Regions from separate parts of the Mus musculus genome. Here regions 1 and 2 are each linked to region 3. A link is a contact called in public Hi-C data. All regions are on one chromosome and are shown on one strand. The core of a region is the stretch at or near the end of the contact, and the rest is flanking DNA. Distances in the headings are between cores, read along the strand shown. Region 1 overlaps St6galnac3 (ST6 (alpha-N-acetyl-neuraminyl-2,3-beta-galactosyl-1,3)-N-acetylgalactosaminide alpha-2,6-sialyltransferase 3). Region 2 overlaps St6galnac3 (ST6 (alpha-N-acetyl-neuraminyl-2,3-beta-galactosyl-1,3)-N-acetylgalactosaminide alpha-2,6-sialyltransferase 3). Region 3 has its middle 41 kb from the start of Gm40181.

Region 1 (3,558 bases), core at 750-3,249, 600 kb after region 3:
GTATGGTTTCTGGAGGGAACTTCAAACTGCAAAGATTTAAATTCCAGCTTTCAAAGGGGCTTATCTTATGTGCCTTTGTGTCTATTATGCCCTAGTTTACTTTCTTATCTTGAGCAAAAGCAACTTGGGAAAAAAGGTGTTCATTTGGCATGAGCACACACACACACACACACACACACACACACACACACACACACACACACACACATACGTACGTAACTGTCATTGAGGAAAGCCAAGGTAGGACCTCAAGCAGAAGCAGAGATAGAAGCCACAGTGGTACACTGCTTAGGGCTTACTCTCCATAGCCTACTCAGACTGCTTGCTTACACCATCCAAGACCACCTGCTGAGAACCGGCTGGTCCCCTATCAACTATTAAATAAACACCCCCACAGGCCAATCAGATAGAAGCAATTCCTTATGTGAGGTTCCCACTTCCCAGATGACCCAGCTTCTGTCAAGCTGATAAAAATCTAACAAGTGCCCCCCCCCCAAACCCCACCCTCATCTACGTGACCAGTGTCCTTCCCTGAGGAAAGACACTGTTCCAAGCGCTCAGAAGGTATGGTCTAGAATTATTTGATAATATGATTTAAATCCTCTCTTTTTTTCTGTTTCCAGAACAACATACTCAAATGGATATGTGTGTGTGTGTGTATATATATATATATATATATATATATATATATATATATATATATATATATATATATGGCATGCCACAGAATGGACAAAATCAGAGCCCCAGGTTCTAGTCCTTGAGACTCTTCGGGCTAAAAGGCCATAGGAGATCCTTCACAAGGAAGCAGTGGACCACACTGCCGTGGGTGTCCAGAGTGGGGGAGGCACAGCAGCCAGCGAGCAGTATACCAGCCTGGCAGAGGTTCCTGGAGCAAAGCCCCACAGAAATGCATGGACTTCTGGCAGAGTCACTACATTTGTTTTGATCTTAGCTTTTCTTGCCTGTAAAATAAATGCGCTGGACTCATTTTTAGCTCCCCATCTCCTCCCCCCCTTTCTCTTCGCCCACTAGACTTGTTTGTGGAGATTCTTGAGCTATATATGAAATCTCAGAAAGTTGAGCAGGGATAGTTTAATTTTTCCCCCTCAATACAGAACCTGACTGAAACATTTGCCTTCCAGGCTTTTGAGCAGAACTATATTGTTTCAATATGGGCTCCCTAGTTACCAGAATTTCTGATGGAAATTGTATTTGTCTTAGATTTAGGAAAACAGAAAAACAAATTAAATGCTAACTAGCAAATACATCATTTCTCACAAATCACACCATTCAAAGCATAAAGTTCACTTTGGAAAAGTCACACCAAGGCATACTGCATTGCATGCCCCTCAGCCCGAAGAATCTCAGGGACTAGGTTAGGTCAGGGCATGAGAGATCTAATCCTAAGAGAGCCTGGCTAACACTGCTTCTAGTGTTAATGAGCTACCATCCCTCAAAGCCACATCACTCCCCTCAAGGACTGGGTGATGCTGTGTGTTAGGTTCACTCTGAAGGACAGGATAGAGCGTCGAGTCCATCCGCCCTTGCCTAAGTCTCTCATAGAGTAAGTGGAAATTGCAACTTGTCACACAGTAGTAAATGACATCTGGAAAATGGAGTTTGATGCCCAGGTCAGAGAGGGGTGGTAGGGGGTGTTGCCAGGGAAGGGCTCTCTGACAAGGTGTCATCTGAGTCAAGGCCTAAGAGAATAAATGAAGGAGAAAACTCCTGCAGCTATCTGGAGATGTCCCAGAAGTATTGAATTATGGGGTCTGTGCTTTTCAAAGTAGGAACATGATTCATGTGCATTATCATAAGCTTTACTTAAGCTAACATATTTATGAGTTCATATTCTGGGCAGACGCCGGGCTTTAGAAGTACATGGTCTTGATTTCCTAACGGGTCTGTAGGGAATTCAGATGCAATCTCTAGCCCATGGATTGCCCATCTGTGAGGTAGAGCCTAGACTTCAGCATAAGACTTCTTTTTTTTTTTTTTTTTTTTTTTTTTGCCTCGAGAATCCATCTCGGCTCACTGCATATCCTTGGGGGCAGCATCTTTTTAACTCACGCTGGGATTTGCTTCGTCTTGGCCAGGTTTCTCAGCTACTTTCACTTCCTACCTACTGACATCCTGATGAGTGTTATTTATAAATATTAAAAACAAGGAGGTGAGACCGGATGTAGAGAACCTGCCTACACATGCCAGAGCCTCAGCCAGAGAACGTGTCTCAAACATCAACAGCGCCTCTGCATCTGGACAATGTCTGACACCTACTTATCACCCAGGGAATATGTGCTCGGGAGACATCTGCAGAAGGCATGAATGAAGCTACTCTCTGAGCTGCCTATCAAACCCAGGAGCGCCCCTCCTTAGTAGAGGAGCTTAGTAGGAGTGCATGTGGGTGTGTTAGTAAGCAGGATGCTCTCTATCTTTGATGAGAAGGGATGCAGCTGCCTCAGCTCCTAACAGACGCTTGAATGCTTGCATGTGCACAGACCCTTCATAGAAGCGCACTTTAGAAATGGAAGCCATATGTAGCTGTCTCTTGTGAGACTATGCCGGGGCCTAGCAAACACAGAAGTGGATGCTCACAGTCAGCTAATGGATGGATCACAGGGCTCCCAATGGAGGAGCTAGAGAAAGTACCCAAGGAGCTAAAGGGATCTTCAACCCTATAGGTGGAACAACATTATGAACTAACCAGTACCCCTGAGCTCTTGACTCTAGCTGCATATGTATCAAAAGATGGCCTAGTCGGCCATCACTGGAAAGAGAGGCCCATTGGACACGCAGACTTTGTGTGCCCCGGTACAGGGGAACGCCAGGGCCAAAGGGGGGGAGTGGGTGGGTAGGGGAGTGGGGGTGGGTGGGTAAGGGGGACTTTTGGTATAGCATTGGAAATGTAAATGAGCTAAATACCTAATAAAAAATGGAAAAAAAAATAAAATAAAAATATCATTCAAAAAAAAAAAAAAAAAAAAAGAAATGGAAGCCATAGATGATCACCAAACCTCACTTGCACTACAAAGTTGTGCCTCTTTTTTGTGATTTCTGGACCTGTGGATGTGCTGACAACCGAGTTAACGTCTCTGAAGGAGGGAGGATTGCCGCCTCTCATCGTCCCCCTCGCTATAATTTACATGACTTGATGGAATTAGACTGTTATTTTCATCACGGTGATGTGCAAAATCATAAAATGATGTGTATTTTGGGAACACCTAATTAGTTCTCCTTAGTCCCTGTGAGGTTTCAGTTATGGCTCTGAGCCACGAGAATATCAGAGAGGTCTGTGCATCTTGCCTTAGCAACCACAGAGACAGTCCAAGGACTTGAAAGGAAAACTCCCATAGAAGGCAGGGGGGACGAGACTCGCAGTTCACACCGTGCTGCCTGCTCAGAGGCCTTTTATATCACATTATAAGGGATGAATTTACAGCTGAAGCCTCTATTAATCATCTCGATGGCAGGATTACAGACACGGACACAAAAAGTCCATCTCTCTAGTCACAGGCTTTTTTTTTTAAATCAAAAACATTAACTAATATTGATCAA
Region 2 (3,833 bases), core at 1,254-3,753, 770 kb after region 3:
TGCTGCCTAGAGCTAACCCAACTCCTTCCTGACACCTTGGCTGGCTCTAAGTAATAGGATTTCAGAATGTTACTGACTGGCTAAGAGGGTTTCCCATCTGTAAAATGAGAGAGAACTGCCACTAATCTCTCCAGCCTTAGGAATGCACAATGGCTTTTGTGGTTTGTACAAAATAACAACAGTGAGAGTCATATCCAAGTCATACAGCCCACCCTTATCTCTGTGCTTCCGCCACCCTGGAGGCAGTCTCTACACTGAATACAATCTGGCTGCCCAGTGACTCGCAGTGGCTGTTCTTGCTCAAAGTTCGCCCTACCTCAGCCACATATCACTCATTCCAACATCCCATTTAGCCACAAGAACCAATCAACAGATAAAAGATGTTGGGGAAGAAAAGTGCTTCCTTGGTCCATCAGAAGAACTTAGATCACGAGCAATGAGTGATTCTAACTCATCAACAGAAATAGCACCAACTGCCAGGGTCAAACGTGGTGTCCAGGTGAGCAAATACATTTACCCAGCGTTGGCTAAAGAAATTCAACACTAGTGCTGAAAATTGATGGGTGCAAAGGGCTCTGTCTAACTTGAAAGATCAGACATTCTGTCACCTTCACAGAGCTTCAGTGTCATGCACTGTATTAGAATTCTGCAGAGAAAAAGAGCCAATATCCATTGATAAAACAGCAACAACAAAACTTAAGACGCATCCGAAACACAATTGTGAGGACCAGAGTCTGTATTCCCAGGACACACATAAATCAGTGTGTGGTAGCACATATCTGTGACCCCACAACAAAGAGATAGGAGGCAGAGGTAAGAGAATCCCAGCTAATCTGGCATAGATATCAATAAACTATAAAAATTCTTCTGAGTTACAGAGACAAAGTTTGGAGCTGAGATGAAAGGATGGACCATGTAGAGACTGCCTTATCCAGGGATCCACCCCATAATCAGCATCCAAACGCTGACACCATTGCATACACTAGCAAGATTTTATCGAAAGGACCCAGATGTAGCTGTCTCTTGTGAGACTATGCCGGGGCCTAGCAAACACAGAAGTGGATGCTCACAGTCAGCTAATGGATGGATCACAGGGCTCCCAATGGAGGAGCTAGAGAAAGTACCCAAGGAGCTAAAGGGATCTGCAACCCTATAGGTGGATCAACATTATGAACTAACCAGTACCCCGGAGCTCTTGACTCTAGCTGCATATGTATCAAAAGATGGCCTAGTCAGCCATCACTGGAAAGAGAGGCCCATTGGACACACAAACTTTATATGCCCCAGAACAGGGGAACGCCAGGGCCAAAAAGGGGGGGTGGGCGGGTAGGGGAGTGGGGGCGGGTGGGTATGGGGGACTTTGGTATAGCATTGGAAATGTAAATGAGCTAAATACCTAATAAAAATGGAAAAAAAATAAAAAATAAAATAAAAATTCTTCTATCAATTCAATGTTGTCCTTACACTGTCACATGCCATGGCAACCCTTACACATATGAACATACACACACACACACACACACACACACACACTCACACAATGATGTGAAAAAGACTTATGATATACAGAGCTATGGAAGCCCACTGGGAGATCGTTTGCCTCTTATGCACAAAGCTCTGGGTTCAGCTCCTAACTGAAGGGGTGGGCAGATACACGATACCTCTGTGCCAGTCAATGGGCACAGGATCGTTCCAGGGGTCCACAGTACATCGAGAAGATAATACATCAGACACACAGATATGTTCAAGCTATTAGAAAGTGCTCGCCTGACAAACCATGATTAACATGTGCGGTGACACCTGTGCACCTGCCGTCTTTTCAGCACTACCTGTCCTACCTTCATCCTGTTGGCCACAATAAAACACTCTGACCAAAAGGACTTGGGGAGAAGAAGATTCAGTTCTTTCTACCCTTCTGGGTCACTATCCATGTCTGAGGGAAATCAAAGCAGGACCCTGGGCAAGAACCTGAATCAGAACCAGGGAGGAATGCCACTCTGCTGGCCCCATCTCTGCTTGTTCTCTCACAAGCTCATCCTTAGCTAGCTTTCTGTACAGCCCAGGGCCACCTGCCTAGGAATGACCCCTCCCACAGTGGACTGCACCCTTATATATCAATGAATAATCAAGACAATGCCCCATAAATGTGCCTACAGACCAATATGATGCAGTCAATTCCTCAGTGGAGGATCCTTCTTCCAAGTGGCACTAGGTTGAGTCAAGGTGACACCTGAGTTGACAAAAGATATTACCTAAAATTTCATGGAAAGAGAATATAGAACCCAGCATCAACACATTACAAGTACTTAGCGAGTGGGAGCTATGACTTTAAACTATTATCTGATTGCTTTAGAGATCAGCCTTAACTAAAAACAGAAACCCTTCTGCAGGCTGACATTTAAAAGGCCACCACACAAAGAACACAGACCGGCTTCCAGGAAGGTACTTGTGAAAGCGTGGGCTGGCGAATCAACGGCACGGGATGTTCTCTTCCAACAGCTTGCCATTTCAGCATCTTTCGATTAGGCCGACACATGGTGCTCTCGAATGGCCCAGCTTCCCTCCCACGTTTGCAGACCAGGATTATTCTAAATAGGAAGCCAGTCCCCAAAACCTCCCACTTGCCGCCAACACAGGTCAGCCACAGGATTGTGTGCAGTCAGGCTGTGGAGCAGGTGCGACTACCTGTGTGAAGGTCACAGCCTAGTTATTTTATGTGTCAGTCTGAAGATAAAAGCAGACAACAATGAACCAGTCTGCACTCTCCCCGTGGAAGGAGATTGTCTTAAATTTGGGAAGTGGTTTGTCACTGAGATAACCTCAGCTACCCTGCAAAACAAAGCAAATAAACAAACTCGCTGGAAGTGAGGGTGCACACTTGAATTCAACTCTAAGGCAGACGCAGTGCTGGGCACTGCTGTTCAGTTACTTTGTCTGTCTTCAGTAGACACCGGTCATGGCGCCCTTTCTCCCTAGAGTCCTCCCCACGGTGATCTATAAACTGTAAAGTGCTAGTGCTTTAAAATGATTTTAAAGCAAGCCCTGGAATTACATTAAGGGCTTGCTTTAAAATGATTTTAAAGCAAGCCCTGGAATTACATTAAGGGCTTATCCGAGCCAGAAGGAGGCTGATGATGGTCAGGAGGAACCGACGCAGAAGGGTCACGTAACCATTTCCGGTCGGCAGTGGAGCCACTCCGCCCCCTCTTACCAATGAATCCCTGTCCATATAGACCTCAAAGTGCTCAGCCTGCTCGCTGTCTGCGGGTTTGGCCTCCTGACCAGACGTTTCCATTACCGCAGCTGCTGTTTGTAAGCGTGTAGCAGCCCTGCGTCTTAATGCTTCTCACCACACGCTTAATTTTTTTTTCTTCTCCTAGAAGAAATTATGGCCATTTCGGCTGAGTGTCCCCATTCTGTATTCTTTCAGAGCTCGTATTCATCTTTTATTTTCCTGAATGAGGTTTGGTTTATAGCATATAAGATAGGAAAACAGGATTGAAAAGGCTGGGAGAATATAAATCTTCCCTTGGAAACAAAATGCTCTCAGCGCATTTTAAAGACTTCAGAGTTTTTTTGACGCCCTCATTCACTGGAGAATTTTGGAGGAAGTAAAATCCGAGAATCCCTCTCCCTCTTCCCCCCGCCACTCCCCTATCTCTCTCTTTCACACACACACAGAAATAAAAAAATTTAAAAAGCCAGCCATATAGCCTGATTATTCCAATGTCTTCCAGTACACTGTGTGTTCCGTCAGACACTCCATGTTGGAAAGGTTTTCCATGTCTCGCTGGGTTTGCACATTCCTTTTTTCCAGCCAAAGTTCAGATACC
Region 3 (3,691 bases), core at 636-3,135:
ACAGTTATGGTGGCAAGGACAAGAATCTGAGTGGACTTGGCCAAGGAAGCTCGCTCTCTGGAGATCACGGGTGTGAGTCCCCGAGTCTTAAGAGCCTGCCAGCTGGTCACATGAGTGTGCTTTTATAGCTGAATCTACAAGCTCCAAATAAAGATTTATTCTACTGGATGAAGTGATTAGAAACCACCAAACAGAAATTCAGTTGCTCTTACACACTGGGCATGAAGAAGGGCTTCTCCCAAGAAACCCCTTGGTAGTCCCATGATGAACAGTAATGGCTGGTGGAAGGCTATAACCAAAACCAATGAAGCAAAGAGCATCAGGCCAGGTGAGGAATCTCCCTTCTGAGTGAAGATTTGGTTCTTTTCTTCAGCTAAAAAAATGGTCACTGTGCTTCTGTGTGGGGGCTGAGGGAGACATAAACTCACCTTCCAACTGTGACTTTCAAGTCAGCTTTTTGGTAATGAGGCTGTCTTTGTGTATAGACATATATACATGTATTGCATATGTATTTAAAGAATATATGCTACACACACAAATATATATATATATATATATATATATATATATATATATATATATATATATATATATATTCTTTATAGTTACTTCGTTGGTGACAGTACCCCTACAATATCACCCTTAGGCAGGAGATACCCAGTGGAGCTGTGATGGAACACGAGGGTGATTTGCATTGTTGGCTGTAAAAGCAATGTTGCATTGCACACCTCTTAATTTTGGCATTGGGTTATAACTTCTTGTTAACATTTAACAGGTGACATCTTGTTAAATCTCAACAGAGCAGTGTCCTTGTACTCAGCTTAGGCGTGCAGAAGGGTGACAATGGAGCTGAATGGCCACAGAGCCACCATCAGCATATTGTCTTCACTCAGCCATTGTTCACAAGGCTCCTTCCTCATCCCAGCGAGTACTTGGTAAGCTTTGTCAGGATAGCATGCTGCAGAAACACTGCTTGTGTTGTTTCCAATGTTTCACTGCACTGTGTGCATGTATGTGCATGTGTGTATGCAAGTGAGTGTGTGTTCTGCAGTAACCAGTGGCAGGCATCCCAGAGCACCTTCCAGTGAACCGCTATGCTGCAGAGCACATCTCTGTAAATGCTTCACCAGGTAAGCTGACCTGCGCAGTTCCTCAGTGAAGGGTGTCTGGTGACCACGTTCCTACGAACATCCCATCCCCATCCCGTGAGGCACTTTTCAGAACAACCTGAGGCATGGTCCCCTCCAGGTAATGGCTTTCCCTAATACTCTGGGGCTTGCTGGAAAGCCCCTGACTGGAAGTGGCAGTGACCTTTGCTGCCATCCATCTGGCCATGCCATGTCCTCTCCATCTTTGTGACAGTCTCCCTGGGTGCCTCTCCTTGGACGCCCTGTCTCGGTCCTTGGGGTTCAGGGCTGCTTCTGATACCTGCCTTTCCTCTGAGCCCTGACTTTTAATCTCTCACCAGGACACCTCCTTACTGAGCGTTTTGTTCAGATGGCAGTATGAGTATTGTCTCTATGCTGGACCTCACTAAGCATACATCCTCTCAGAAACTCAGGTCATGAAATGGTAGGATTCCTGACCATGGTCATTGAACCATCAGTCTTGGGGTTGAAAAAAAAATCTGCTCCTTTAAAGATCATTCCTCACCATCTCCTTTGAATTTGGAAGGAAGGAAGGAAGCAAGCAAGGAAGGAAGCAAGCAAGGAAGCAAGCAAGGAAGGAAGGAAGTCAGGCAGGTAGGCAACCATCAGGGTTCCTGGGGCTTTCAGAGCCCTGCATCTCCCCTTGCTCAGCACACTTTCCTCTCTGTGAGCAGAAGGAAGCTAACAGATCTGCCTCACCCATAGTCCCCCCTCCCCCATCCCTGCCAAGAGTCACAAGGATCAAAGGGAAAGCAACAAAGCAGGAGCACATTGGTACAGGCCATCCTCTCAGTCCTCTCTGTTATCTCGGGTGTTTACTGGGGAGGGTATTTGAGAAGGGCAGAGGGCGAGAGCCTGACTTCTGCCTGTGTTGTTTGTCAGATGATGAATGCACTCTATATAGGAGCAGAGTAATTAAATCACAGCCAAAGAAGTATGCTGCAAACCTAATAAAGGTGAAGGCTGCGGAGAGGAGCTAAGATCAAATCAGAAGAAATCGAAAGGAATCAAAATAGCAATTTCAACAGGTTGAGAGCAAAAACAAACCTCAGAAATGAAAGAGCCTAACTAGGGAAAGTGACAGGCATTGAAACTGTAGTGGTTAGCACCTGAACCTAAGGGGTGATGTACTTGTGCAGAGAGCCAAAATGGAGGAGAAACAAAAGCTTTTAAGGTGAAAACAATAGAGGGAAAACAGAGTGGAAAGACCAAACCAGGTAGCTGGGAGAGTATGAAGGGAGACTTCAAGTGCAAACACTAGGAGTCTACACTCTTTGAGTGCTGAGCATTATGGAACAAAGCAAACTCAGAATAAACGTAGAAGACACAAAACAAGGCAAGCGCAAGCATTGTTCTAGGGAGTCATCTGCTTCGTGGAGTCACCTGGCTTCTGCTACTATTGTTCTCAGAATGCCATGACTTCTAGAAGGTTCCTTCTGTGCCTTGCATTTCTAAGTTCAGGTTCTCTGCGGAGCACTGCTCAGAATTCCTTCAGGCCGAAGTTAAAGGTAGCAAGCATTCCCCCTAAGCTCTGTCTCAGTGTCTGTATGGTGTCTAGTGCCTTGAGGGGGGCCGTCTGGCTGGCCTGACATGTGCCTCAGCCAGACATCCAGGGGTAATATAGACTTCCCGCTTGCCTGTGTGACCCCATGATAAGTTCTTGGGGCCCTGTTTCTCCTCCATCCACAGTTCAGACATGCCTGTTGTATCTGTAATATTCCAGGCACCAGGTAGAAAGCAAGCTGGTGTTTACCAAACTCTCTGAAACCCACAGTAAGAAATGTGTTTCACACTGTGAGTGGGCATGCATGTATATACTCATCTATATAATGGCAGAGGAAATTGTGATATTTCTTGTTCTCTACACTATGTCTCTGATGGGAGAAGGAGCAATGGCTTCCAAAAGATATTTTGAAATACACTTTAGTCTTCATCCGACAACCCATCTATGTATAGATAGGCATCTGTATAATTGGAGGAAAAAGAGAGAAAAAAAAAAAAACGCTGGCTCCTTCTTGGTGCAGTAACCCTTTTAATTTCCCGTTAACTGTACATAGCTATGTGTCTGGCTTCCCAGCATCTTCTTACTGTCACGTCCAGACCGACTTCCCATCAAGCTGATTCAATAAGAGCTCGGAGAAGCACAGCCAGGGAACGTGCCCCTCGGGCAGGGTGGCCGAGGGACAGCACATCTACAGATGGACCCTACTGTTTCCTGTGGTGGCTGAGCTCATCCGTCCACTCTGCTCCCCGACACTGGTAAACCCTGTACCCTTTATGTAAGGGCAGCAGCTGCATTCTGCAGAGGAGCTACAGGCCGGTGAGCCGCTGCCCTCCAACCCTGGCCCATCTCACATACCTCCCCAGCTGTGGTTCCTGTGTATCCAGGGCTCCTCCTAGCACTGTGTGTGAGTGAGTGTGTGTGCGTGTGTTAGTGTATGTGAGTGTATGTGAGTGTGTGTAAGTGTGTATGTGTGTGTTTGTGTGAGTGTGTGTGAGTATGTGTGAGTGTGTATATGTGAATGTGAGAGAGAAAGAGAGAG

Evidence for each region. A called contact is a pair of places that touch in the nucleus more often than the background predicts.
Region 1: a Hi-C map of the N1E-115 cell line shows a contact between it and region 3, with 4 times the contacts expected there. The contact joins two enhancer-like sites. A contact is called at or near these places in 2 of 484 Hi-C or Micro-C datasets (the N1E-115 cell line and myocytes).
Region 2: a contact with region 3 is called in a Hi-C map of the N1E-115 cell line, with 2.9 times the contacts expected there. The contact joins two enhancer-like sites. A contact is called at or near these places in 9 of 484 Hi-C or Micro-C datasets (the N1E-115 cell line, bone marrow-derived macrophages, cerebellum and 4 more).

Annotation. Positions count from the first base shown.
Region 1 is chr3:153,394,607-153,398,164 of GRCm38.p6, forward strand. The region is part of intron 3 of St6galnac3 (ST6 (alpha-N-acetyl-neuraminyl-2,3-beta-galactosyl-1,3)-N-acetylgalactosaminide alpha-2,6-sialyltransferase 3); the gene reads right to left. Among named protein-coding and RNA genes, the nearest start is that of 1700012D16Rik, 98 kb to the left of the region's middle. Within about 2 kb of position 2,000, at least 6 of the 459 cell types and tissues checked have an H3K27ac peak or open chromatin away from gene starts, as enhancers often do. A contact at or near this core is called in the N1E-115 cell line, where this site is marked.
Region 2 is chr3:153,568,803-153,572,635 of GRCm38.p6, forward strand. All of the region lies in intron 1 of St6galnac3 (ST6 (alpha-N-acetyl-neuraminyl-2,3-beta-galactosyl-1,3)-N-acetylgalactosaminide alpha-2,6-sialyltransferase 3), which reads right to left. Among named protein-coding and RNA genes, the nearest start is that of Gm32721, 19 kb to the right of the region's middle. Within about 2 kb of position 2,504, at least 26 of the 459 cell types and tissues checked have an H3K27ac peak or open chromatin away from gene starts, as enhancers often do. A contact at or near this core is called in the N1E-115 cell line, where this site is marked.
Region 3 is chr3:152,795,661-152,799,351 of GRCm38.p6, forward strand. It overlaps a transcript of Pigk not described here. Among named protein-coding and RNA genes, the nearest start is that of Gm40181, 41 kb to the left of the region's middle. Within about 2 kb of position 1,886, at least 14 of the 459 cell types and tissues checked have an H3K27ac peak or open chromatin away from gene starts, as enhancers often do. A contact at or near this core is called in the N1E-115 cell line, where this site is marked.